2 separate regions of the Pangasianodon hypophthalmus genome follow, and region 2 is linked to region 1. The links are chromatin contacts, called in public Hi-C maps. All regions are on one chromosome and are shown on one strand. The core of a region is the stretch at or near the end of the contact, and the rest is flanking DNA. Distances in the headings are between cores, read along the strand shown.

What was found. A called contact is a pair of places that touch in the nucleus more often than the background predicts.
Region 2: a Hi-C map of liver and muscle shows a contact between it and region 1, with 6 times the contacts expected there. The contact joins the promoter of hoxb8a here to the promoter of copz2 in region 1. A contact is called at or near these places in 2 of 3 Hi-C or Micro-C datasets (liver and muscle and muscle).

Annotation. Positions count from the first base shown.
Region 1 is chr13:9,496,668-9,499,907 of fPanHyp1.pri, reverse strand. It overlaps copz2 (COPI coat complex subunit zeta 2), which reads left to right and starts at 1,467. Exons shown (of 10, transcript XR_008303380.1): 1 at 1,467-1,611.
Region 2 is chr13:9,754,713-9,757,952 of fPanHyp1.pri, reverse strand. It overlaps hoxb8a (homeobox B8a), which reads left to right and starts at 1,565. Exons shown (of 2, transcript XM_026916728.3): 1 at 1,565-2,453; 2 at 3,162-3,240. The coding sequence starts at 2,030.

The sequences.
Region 1 (3,240 bases), core at 218-2,717:
GTCTAAAGACCTACCTCCTCCACCTACTTAAATTAGCACTTTATTGGCACTTTATTATTATAGTCTTGTTAGGAAAGCCTTGTGTCTGGTGAGCAAGCTACCCCTCTTAGTGAGACGAGGATAGATCTCTGTGGCATTTGGGATCCTACTGCAGGTGTTCTAGCTGTTATACAATAATTATATGCCATTTCAATTAAATGCTAATTTCAAAGGACTTAAAAGTATTTGTAGGCCAGTCTTTTGTCTATGTTGATTTGGAAGTGTCTAAGCTATGTTTAGTTAAAAGTGATTGGTGAGTTATAAGTAAGGCAGTCAATCTTCCTAAGACTGCTGTGTACATTTTGGGAGTAGGTGATGAAAGCTACACAGTATGGTTACTACATATTCTGGCTAAATAAAGTGCTCGAATACAAGCGCGCAACACCCCCTATTCAGAAAAGTTGATGTAGCTGGCTTGACGTCTATTTATTGTGTCCTGTAGTCACCCCAGAATCCTCTGTCTCTCTTTTCTGTACACTTATGCTCTGATGATGTTAGCTAATGCAGACATCCATTCTCTGTACTACTTATCCCACACAGGGTTGCAGGGTAACCTGGAGTCTATCCCAGGGGACTTGGGGCACAAGGCAGGGGACACCCTGGACAGGGCGCAAGTGCACACTCACTAATTGGAAATGCCAATTAGCCTGGGGAAAAAACTGGAGTACCTGGAGGAAACTCCCAAGGCCCAGGGAGAGCATGCAAACTCTGTGCACACTGGCAGAGGTGGGAATCAAACCTATGCAAACTCTGTGTATGCAGACAGAGGTGGGAATCAAACCTGTACAAACTCTGTGTATGCGGATAGAGGTGGGAATTGAACCCCCAACCCCAGAGGTGTGAGGCAACAGGGGTAACCACTAAGCCACCATGTCTCCCTAATGTAGACATTTAAACCCTAAAACAGTGATTATAACTATTTTTAAATAGTGTAATATTAAATTACAAAGATACACTGGCGTGTGCCAGTCTAAAGCACTCAACATTTGCCAAGCACTGAGTTACTCAACTACGGCCATTAAAATACTGCCAAGTCAAAAATGCTCATGTGGTAACAGCGTCAGAAAAAGCATACACCAATCGAAGATATTCCTCAAATCCCTGGCCTCCATTAACCTGCAACTGCCGCCATTCTGGTTCTGTGACGGAGTGATACGGCATCAGATTGCAATGGAGTCGAGATCCAAAATGGCGGCGAATAGAACACAGTTTGACTTCCGTTAAATTTTTTTTTTTTTAATTCAAGAAACATGAACATTATCACTTTCGTTCAACTGCAAATATTAAACATTCTACAGTTAAGTGGTATAAACCAGTTGTAAAACAGTCAAAGGCTTCCGTTTACTCGCTAGCTTTAGTTCCACGCACTTCCGTACTAAACGTCACCACACGCAGTGTAGTATCTATTAGAGCATACTATTTAGTAGTTTAGTGCGCAGGGTTGGATTTAGCCATTTTGGCGGATTTGCTCCACCCCCTGTATGAGTCAGAGGTTTTTACGAGCGCTCCAGTAGTGACAGCTCAAAGCTGTCCACGTCAACACTAAACACCACCATGGACTCCGTGGCTCTGGTAGGCTATCTGAGATTTTTCTTTTTCATTCAGAAATATTTATGTTCAGTGTTATGGTGAAAGAACGCACCTGTTGATTAGCCTTTTGCCTTTTTTTCCCCTCAGAAGTGATAATGTTCGCATAGATTACAGCGACAGAACAGTATACAGTGCTGTTGATGGGATTAAAAAGCTATCGTGCTAACATGAGTGTTTTAAACACCTGTAGCTTATTATATGACACAGCTAGACATGTGAGGAGATTATATCCGTCGAAAATGTGTGCTCTGAGGAATTAAATGCATGCAGTGCAACGGAAACGTGTGGATCAGCAGGAGATTGTAACAGATGTTACTTCTCTGAATATGGCACAGCAATAATAAAAAAAATATATTATATTATATATTACAGTATATATGTGCACATAATGAGTATTGTGATGGAGGTGCAGTGCAGTGTGTATGGTGTGATGCTGGGCTTGATGAGCAGTTGTGTAAAGTTGTGCAGCAGTAGTGTGGAGTTAAAGTTGCGCTGTGTGCGCACTGCCTGGTGGGATGCGGCTGCCACGTCCTCTGTCATGGAGCGCCTCAGCACAGCAGTCTAATTCATTCCACAGGTGGATCTCTTCACTGTGTCTCTTCAGAGCTGGGAAAGATTTTCCTTGCTCATTTTTTGTCCTTTTGCACTAGTTGACAGTCAGAGGTTTAGCAAACAGGTCCATATCCATGCACCACCACCATATTATTCTTATTTTATTCTCTCTCACATCCAAACACAGCTATAACCATGGCCTTTAAGCTTGCTGACATTTGTCTTTAAAGTACTACTACTACTATTAAATAAATAGTTAGATAGATAGATAGATAGATAGATAGATAGATAGATAGATAGAACTCTTCTAATGTCCAAAACATTCAGGTCTAAAATATGTAATGTTGAAGGCAAACATTGTAGAAAATATAATTTCTGAACATACAAAATTTACACAGTTTAGGACTGTTAAAATCTTCACATAGTTTTTTAAAAATCTAGATTTCAGCTGAGTCTGGAAAAAAAACTTTATTTTTATTAATTTATTTATTTTATTTATTTTAAAAATTATGTAGAAAGTTAGTACAGATTGAGAAGAGCAAATGGTCTAGAGAGCTACAGAAGTTTACCTTAATTTACACTAAGTTATTTGGAGGTGACGTCCACTTCATATTTTCCTGAAATATATATAAAAAAAGAGCCTTATATTGACTGTCAGTGAGTGTGGACACTATGCAACATACATTTTCAGCCAAGCCAATGTGTAAGTGTACACAGTTCCAAATGCTTTGTCTAATATTCATTAAACCATTTGGGAACGACGGACAGCTATCCCACTGTGGAGCCTCTTTCTCACACTTTTTAGGTGCTCCTGAAAGTAACCTAATCATGACACTGATTGAAACTCTTACAGTAAAAGTGACCTACTCAGTTTTCCTGCAGCCACCTTTCGCCAACATCAGTCCTCCAGGCCCAAGTTCTGTGGTACACTCCGACTCTGGATCAGTGGCAGTCAGTGCATAACAGAACTTTGGTCTGGAGAGATTCTGCAAAATGGACGAGGAGGGGAAAAAAAAAGAAGAACTCTGGACCAGCAACACCTGCTTGCTTCTATAACCT
Region 2 (3,240 bases), core at 316-2,815, 260 kb before region 1:
GATAATACAAGAATTGTGCGGTTTGATAGTATTGTTTATTGATTTCATATTCAAATAATATCTTTGACATTGGCCCAAATCAAGAAAACAAGAAAAGGAAACTCAAAATACGAAGAAAAATATGAATACTACTAATAATACTGCTAAAAAAAACCCTCAGTATATATTTTTAATTAGAAACCCTCGCGCTTACCCGACATTGCTTACGCGTGTATGCTTTCCAGTTGTGGTGAAATAACATAGGATCACTGAAATAGGCTTTTGACATGCCGTAACAACCAAGTGCAACAAACAAACAATAACTGTAACTGCTATTAAGCCTTAGAAAGAAGTCATTCCACTCTTATAAGGGAATATATGAATTTCTTTAATCATTTTACTTTCTTGTATGTGTGATAATGCAATACGCCACGTAAATATTAAACAGCACAGTAATCCATGTACAAAAAATCATAGGCATCAATAGAGTTTTTAATACGGTGATCTTAAATCTAATAAAAAAATCGAGATGTTTCAAATTATTTCAGAAATGATATATATGGTAGTCACCTGAATTGAATTAGTAAACGGCTTCATAAAATATTTTCATTAATAAAGGGGAGCTTGAATTCTGGAACAAATCACTACATTATCATTTTAAAAAAAGAATTAACATTCATTCATTTTATTTTATAAAACACACAAAGTTTAATAACTGTGTGCCATATTTTTTCAGTTTTTCAGTTTTATTTTTTTTTCAAATGAACTCATCACGTATATTCTTCCACACTCACCCGTCAGTAATTCCAGTTCAGTTTTCTGACTTCAATTAAGATTGTCTAAGGCTAGACCTAGTATTACGGTATGGAAAACAATGCAAATACCACAGTAAAATACTGTAACATTTCTACTCACTTGAAATTGAACCATGTGAAGCATTTATAGCCTTGGTCGTGGAATCTCATAAAAACTAACAGCTTTTTGACGCATGATGTAAACAATAAACCGGCTAGGCGTTTATTGCATTGTATAGTTTGTTCAGCCATTTACAGAGACATTATTCCTGGTGTGCACTTTATTTTCGCGGTTTTAACCTATTTACAAATGTGTTTTATAAAAACTAAGATGTGTAAGATAAAAATCTTACAGATGACTAGGTCTTTTATTTTAATACTAGCCCCGGCTTTGGGACAAGATGCTTCGAGGAGATGTTTAAAATTTATTGTTGGCTGCTTGTTAAAACTGAAACCAATTAAATTGCTTTTTCTCCCCGCTACTGAAAATATCTTGATACACTTCTCTGATATTTTCAGAGAAGCGAACAATAACTCGTTAGGCATTTGGTTGGTAAAGATTTTTAGCACTTTAGTTTATCTGTGATCAACATACAAAAAGCACCTTCTAATAGGAGTTTTTTTAGTGGTCGAGTTGGGTAGAGGAGGGGTGAAAGATATGTATTTGATCTGATGCAAAACAGCAGATTTCTCATTAACTTACCCGCTTGAATATATTAATGGGCATATTCTCCCCTCCTCTGCCATACACCCCCCCCCCCTTCACTTTTGTGCTCCCTCGCTCCCCGCCGTACCCTCTCCCTTTCTCCTTTACTCTCATTTTCATTCTCTGTCTCCCTCCGTACCAGAAGCGCGAGAAGCGGTGGCCGTGTGGGGACGCAAGAAGCCAGAATAGAATGAGGATTCAATAACAGATGCAAATTATCGTGAAAGGACGCAGCAAAATATGACACATATCATTTACAGAGGAGTAAATTACAGAAAACTGTTTGGGAACTGGCTCCCTGCACCCGAACTGTGATGCTGGATCTTCTAAGCGTCGCGTATTCTTGGAAGCTGAATAGCCGTGGCTTTAAAGAGGCTGTTTAAAACGGTATACAAACACAAGTTCTCCCGTTGTTGGACGTTTATTGTGGTCTTTATTTATTTTTGCTTCAGAATAATCGGGTGTGGCTAGACTGTCCCAGGCTCACGTACTAACACAATTCAATATAAAACAACCCCCTCATCAAAAACAGCATCGACTGCAGCAAAACATGAGCTCCTATTTTGTCAACTCCCTCTTCTCCAAATACAAAAGTGGTGACACACTACGCCCTAATTATTACGAGTGCGGTTTTGCGCAGGACCTGGGGACTAGACCCACCGTCGTGTACGGTCCAGGCACAGGAGCAACTTTCCAGCATGCCCCACAGATTCAGGAGTTTTACCACCACGGCGCGTCCACGCTCTCGGCTGCACCTTACCAGCAGAGTCCATGTGCCGTAACCTGCCATGGCGAACCTGGCAACTTCTATGGCTACGATGCTCTCCAAAGGCAAACACTCTTCAGTGCCCAGGACGCCGACTTGGTCCAGTATAGCGATTGCAAACTCGCCGCGGGAGGCATCGGCGACGAGACGGACAACGCGGAGCAGAGTCCTTCTCCTACGCAGCTGTTCCCCTGGATGCGACCACAAGGTGAGTCTCTCCAGACAAACCACGCAGACAGTTCTTTTAGCTTGTGTATTTGTGTTGCCGGGAGAGGGAATAAACTTACTTCTCAGGGCAATTTAGTTAGTCTGAGAGCCACATTTCCTGTGTGCGTGCGAGAGAGAGCCTATTACGGGTTTTATTGTTTTATGGTGTCGAAAACTTGCGAATCACTTTACAGTTTAATGACCCTACTATAGGAAGAGGAGTGAAGGGGAAAAGCAGAGCAATAGTGAGCAAGCACAAGCTAAAGACGACTCATTCTTTTCCTTCTGTCTCCATGTGCGAGACTCTGGTCCACAGCTGATCTTTCACTTCTCACCTTAGTCAAAGTTTTACTGCAGCTTTTTACGACCTCCAGTTATGCCGGGCCTTATTTCGATACAGGGTGGTCGTTTCACACAGCTTCTGTCTTTTATGGCGCTGCACATGTGACAAGACGTAAGCTGTGTAATGGCAGCTCTGGTATCTTAAATATGTCATAATTTTGAGATGCTTGTGCTTATTCTTTGCAATATCGATTGAACGTTTACAGTAAGCCTACTAATAAAGTTATACTGTTCTTGTAATAGTAGAATAGGGTTAGAAATAGGTTCTTGTCAATACTCAGTTCAAAATACCCTTGTATCACAAACTGCAAATTTACTATACCATCTGAAATATTTCTAACGAGTTTGACCTTGTTTTTCCCAGTAGCTGCCGGACGCAGACGAGGCCGCCAGACCTACAGTCGCTACCAGACACTTGAGCTGGAAAAGGAGTTCCTCTTCAATCC